2 separate regions of the Cricetulus griseus genome follow, and region 2 is linked to region 1. The links are chromatin contacts, called in public Hi-C maps. All regions are on one chromosome and are shown on one strand. Each heading gives the region's core, a stretch centred on a gene start, on an enhancer-like site or on the middle of the called end of the contact. The rest is flanking DNA. Distances are from core to core; before and after follow the strand shown.

Region 1 (2,752 bases), core at 131-2,630:
TATTAAGGTCCTTCCATCTCTATACAGTATTAACACAATCCAAGAGCCTTCAAGTCATTTCCATTATAAAATGCCAAACAGAATAATGAACACTTTTTTGGCTACGTGTCTAGGGTGGGAATTTAGCCTCAAAACACCTTTCCTGATTCATGTAAAGGAGTCCCTGTTGTCTTCCCTCAGGAATTCTAAATACTAGTCAGTTTTCAAAGGCCTTCATAAAACTTTACCCTTATGCTAAGTCTTGCGATGGGGTCTTTGACGGGACATGCAGTTACCAAGATCTAAAACCAAATTGAATCAAATCCAAGAATTCAGCGGTGACCCAAAATAATACATTTTATCACCCATCACATACTGAGTTTCTAGGTTTCTCTACAGAAAAAAAAAAAAAAAGTTCTTCAATGAGCGGACTTTTTCTTTAGAGTTTTTGCTTAAAAAAGAAAAAGGATGCAGTCTGGGGAAATCGAGGAGCTGCGTGGGCGAATGAAGTGTCAAAGACTACTTGCAGGCAATGAGTGATGCCCTAGAAATCACACTCTTTCAGGTTTCTAAAGCAATGATTCACTTGAGTTCTCTGCCCACTCTCTCTCACACACCCCCCCCCCCATCTGCCACACACATCGAAGTCAATTCCACTCTTTCTCAGTTTCCGGGGTTGGGGCTTCAAGCCTCACTTCTTTTTCTTGGATACCATCCTCTGGCGGAGAAAAGCGCCTTGAGTTGTGATCCCTAGCTGCGGGAGGCTGACGTTTAGAAACTGGACAATAACCTCGAGATTTCCACCGAAACTATGCCAGGCTCCGAAGCCTCGGTTCTGCTCAGTCGGGATGCAGAGGTCTGAGGGAGGTCACTTTTGAAAGATGGACTTTGACCCGATCCAGTTACTGTAACCGGATCCCCAGGGAGCGGCCCCCGGCAGGACGTGCGGGCTCCCCCGGAGACCGAGACTCCACGCAGCGCCACAAAGGCGGAGAAGCGGCTCAGACAAAAGGGCCCCGCGGAGCCTGGGGGGGCGGAGAGCGCGAGTGTGCGCGGGCCCGGCCCCAGGCGGGGACACCGCAGCGGGACCGTTGTGGGAGGGCCGAGGGAGGAGGCTACGGCCCGCCACGCCCTGGCTGCACGGACGGCCGCCCGCGCCGTTACCCCCCACTCCGGCCCGCCCGCCCGCGACCCTCAGCGCAGCCGAGCCGAGACCGCGGCTGCAGAGCGCGCGAGTCGCTCACTTTCCCTACTTTGGAGAACTCACCTAGGTCGCCGCTGCCTCCTCAGGATCCACAGCACTTTCTCCCGGAAATCCTACCTGGTCTCTGGCTGCCTGGTTCTAGCCAGAGCCTTCGGCCCCAGGGGAGGGGGGCGGGGGCAGCAGGCTGGACAGTGAGGATAGGAAGTGCCTCCGCGGAGGCTCACGGGACTTGTAGTCGCCAGCAGTGGCCAGCTGTGTGGCGACCCAGACAAAATGGCGGGAACTGCCGGCCCTCAGCTGCTTGGTGCCGAGCCCCCGGCTCTGCCGGTCTGGGCATGCGCACCAGCGGCCGGCGCACGGCACATAAATGGATTTGGGCCGCTTGCCTAGTTCCGAGCGAGGCGAAGGTCCCCGGGCTTGGGAGGACACTCCCCGCAATGCCCAAGAAAGGAGCTGATGTATGCGTGGTGTTCTACAGCCTGTGTCTCAAACTACCCAGAGCCGATTCGAAGCGCAAAAAAAACTAATAAACAAGTTACCCTCAAATATTGTGCGAAAGTAAGGAACCCGGCCCATTAAGCGCATTCAACATCCACACTCCCTGCTGTTTGTGTATTTTCCCCACTATCAACTAGCAGAAGCCACCACCTGTCTCATTCCAGGACCCAGGGCTATCACCCGCCAGACACCCTCCTCGCTGCTTGCTGGAGGATCTTTCTAAAGCCAAACACACGGGTCACACCCATATTAACCTATATGTAACTTGTTCTTTCTTTTTGTTCTTTGAGACTGGGTTTCTCTGTGTAGACTATGCTGGCCTCGAGCCCACAGAGATCCACTTGCCTCTGCTTCCCAAATGCTGAGCTTAAAGGCGTGCACACCTAGCCTAAATGTAAATATTTTTAAATTATGATACATGCAGAAAGAAACACAAGAGAAAACGTATGCCTTTCAAATACACAATCAATAACATTAAAAAATAGTAATAAATTACAACCCAGTTATGGTGGCACACACCTGTATTCCTAAGTGTGATGGTGACAGATGCTGTGAGTCCGAGAATAGTTTAGTCTACCAGTTCCAGGGCAATCAGAGCTACATAATGAAATCCTGTCTCAAAAAAAAAAAAAAAAAAAAAAAAAAAAAAACAAACAAACAGGCCAGCCAGATGCTGTCTGGAAATAACAGTAATAATAATAATAATAATAAATGATAATAATGCCAGCAGTTGGGAGGCAGAAGCAGGCAGATAGTGAGTTAGAGGCCAGTCTAGTCTACAAAGTCAGTTCCAGGACACACACACACACACACACACACACAAAGGTGTGGGGCGGGGGGAGAGAAGAAAGAAAGAAAGCTGGCTAGAAAGAAGCTAAGTCCAGGCATTCATAAGGAATAATAAGTTCCCATATGTTTGTTTGGGAGCTGGGTGGCAGCCGCCCCCAGGGGAGAAAAAAAACCCAAATTAAGCTTTTGTGTCCATGTAATTTGTTTTTTGTTTTTCGAGACAGGATTTCTCTATGACTTTGGAGGCTGTCCTGGAACTAGCTCTTGTAGATCAGGCTGGTC
Region 2 (2,812 bases), core at 152-2,651, 140 kb before region 1:
TCTCTTGGTCCGTAAATTAGGACCCTGTGTCACTCACATTATTGATTTATCACTTAATTTATTGATATTCTTGCCTTTTGTGCATTTCCTATGAACTGGTAAGGACAAGGGCGCCTGGCTTACCCAACCAGTATGTACCCAGCACACAGCAAAAAAAAAAGGTTTAGTAAATGCAGAAATTCAAAGAATGCAGAAATAAGGTTAGGGTTGGGCTGTGGTGGTGCACACCTTTAATCCCAGCACTCTGGTCTCTGTAAATTCGAGGACAGCCTGGTCTACAAGAACTACTTCCAGGGCAGCCTCCAAAGCCAGAGAAACCCTGTCTTGAAAAAACAAAACAAAACAAAAAAAAAAAAAAAAAAAAAGGAAAAAAAAAAAAAGAAAAAGGTTAGGGCTGGAGCTGGTTTAATGGTGCAGAGGACCCGGGGTTTAATCTCAGCAGTCACTTGGTGGCTCACAATCATCTGTAACTTCAGTTCCAAGGCTTCAGATAATCTCTTCTGATTCCTTTGTGTACCAGGCATGCACAATATATATATATATATTATATAAAGCCAAAACCCTGACACTCACAAATTAAATCCAAAAAAAAGAAAGAAAAAGCATTCAGTGCTTTGGATGAGACCGATAGTACGAGGATGTTAAGATAAAAGACTGGGGACGGATCGGTGAAGCTCTTCGCAATTCCTGTGGACGTTCATAGCTGAGATGTCTTCTATACACGTGTGTGTGGGGTCTCCATTTTATTGGGAACCCTGTCAGATGCTGAAACCGCGTGCGTGTTGCTTACATACCTCGTATATTTGGAATAGGGTTCTTTTTAACCCAAAGCATCTAGTGGATTAAAAAGAACCTCAAAGCTCAGAGCTTAACGGTTACAGGACCAACCCAGGCTTTGGAGTGAATTCTCCCTGCGTCTCTTGGGTGGAATCTTGGTAAACTTCGCACAGGTGTCCTCCGCGGTTACACGCCGTACTGCCAGTGGGGGCTTAAGCAGTTCCTCCCAGAGAGCTCTCGCTCAGCTATTTTAAACTACCATTTAACGGGCCCAAGCAGCCTCTCTGGTCCCCGAGTTAGTTCTCGCGCCGCCAGCTCCCCTGTGGGGAATCGCTGTCCCATCCTCAGAGCCACACAAAGGCACCGACCAAAAATGGCGACTCGGGGGCCACCCGAGGCCGTCGGTTACCGGTCGCAGCACTCAGAGACACGATCCGGTAACAAACACCTAGGGCAGGGGCCCACGCCGAGGTGGGAGACGCAGCGCTCGCCCACGCCAGCCGCACGCAGCGGAGAGCACGAGCGGCGAGCGAAGCCCACGGCCAGCCTCACCGCTCAACCACGTGTCGGAGCGAAGTCTGCGCCTGCGCGAGGCGGGCGCGCGCCCGGCGGCCGGAAGAGCCGCGCGTTTCCGGGTTGGAGGCGGGGAGCGGTGCCGGAAGTGCTTGGGGAGGGCCGCGCAGTCGGACCGGCTGCTGAGACGAAAGCTTCACTGGGGCAGTCTCCGCATATCATGGGGAGATAGACGCTGCTGCCTGTGAGTCTTGGGCCCTGGCAGTGGAGGACGAAGAGCGGGAGGAGGGCGTCAGGACCCAGACCCACAGAGGGGCAGTGCTGAGGAACTAGGTTGTGGAGGAGAGACGGGGCTGTGAGGAGCCAGGCTCTTGGGACGCGACTTGAAGGGTTCGGGCTCGCAGGAGCAGCGGCTGTTGGGGACTCGGGCTCCGAACGAGAGAGACTTAGGGGACGAGGACGTGTGTGAGTTCTGCAGCATCTGAGGGAAAGCCGTCTGAGAGGGACTGGATGGTGAGGACCGGTACTTTTTAGGAGGCGAGGGTAGGAACGAAACGGGGCGTGAAGACACGGGCTCCAGAGAGGTAAAAGTGGAGCGGCGAGAGGACTCGGGCTCCTAAGAGACAGAAGCGGGACAGCCAAGTCCCCGCTCCCGAGGATTCAGAAACCGGGCAGCAAAGACTTAGGGAGCGGAGAGACAGAAGCGAGCAGAGAAGACTTGAATTTGGGAGGGAATAGAAACGGGCAGTGAGGACTGGGTCTTCTTTTGGGACGGAATCGGGGCTTTCTTCAGACTCAAGTGTTCCTGAAGGGACAGGGCTGTGAGGACCGAGCTCTTAAAAGTGGAGGATCTAAGGGATCGTGGCTGGTAGATCAGCCTCTAAGGGAAAGAGGTTTGAAAAGATTGAGCAATCTGTTCTCTGTACCCAAAGGGATGAAAGATATATTCGGGGAAAGACTTCTTGTCGCTGCCTATCTGGCTTTTTGCAGTTAGACTTTTCTCTGTCAGATACTCAAATCTAGAAAACCCTCATGAGACATCTTCGTTTTTCTTCTTCATTATTGTGAATCGGATATGAAGTTGGAAGCAGTTTGACCCGTTATATGCTTGATAAGTGCTTTAAGCCCCATTTCATTCAGCCCTTTTGAGTACAGATCTCTGAACCCACAAACTGTCACAGATGGAAGGGCATCAAAAGATCACTTTGAATACTTTTACATTTAAGGAAAGGAGGGTCCAAAGAAGGGTTAGGGTCTCGGTGAGCCAATTCTCAGGTTATTCAGTACTCTTCCATGTGCAGCAAATACCCTCAGACTCAGAAGGGGCATTTGTACAGATTTTAATACTTGGGTTACTATTATAACATTGACATGGATACAGTAAATGTCACAAGTGAGGAAGCAAACCTTTAAGTGAAATCCATTTTATTTTTCAATAAGCTGTTGAGAAAGTCACAAGTAAACGTGGCCTATATTTTTAGCAGGAACATTTGCTAGGGATTGCTTTTAGAAGTGTGACTTG

What was found. Hi-C and Micro-C count contacts between places; a contact is called where the count stands out from the background.
Region 2: a contact with region 1 is called in a Hi-C map of the CHO-K1 cell line, with 3 times the contacts expected there. The contact joins the promoter of Taf12 here to the promoter of Phactr4 in region 1. A contact is called at or near these places in 3 of 8 Hi-C or Micro-C datasets (the CHL-YN cell line and the CHO-K1 cell line).

What each region holds. Positions count from the first base shown.
Region 1 is chr2:20,829,763-20,832,514 of CriGri-PICRH-1.0, reverse strand. Phactr4 (phosphatase and actin regulator 4) reads right to left here and starts at 1,380. Exons shown (of 13, transcript XM_035439554.1): 1 at 1,247-1,380.
Region 2 is chr2:20,973,801-20,976,612 of CriGri-PICRH-1.0, reverse strand. Taf12 (transcription initiation factor TFIID subunit 12) reads left to right here and starts at 1,401. Exons shown (of 6, transcript XM_027399497.2): 1 at 1,401-1,534.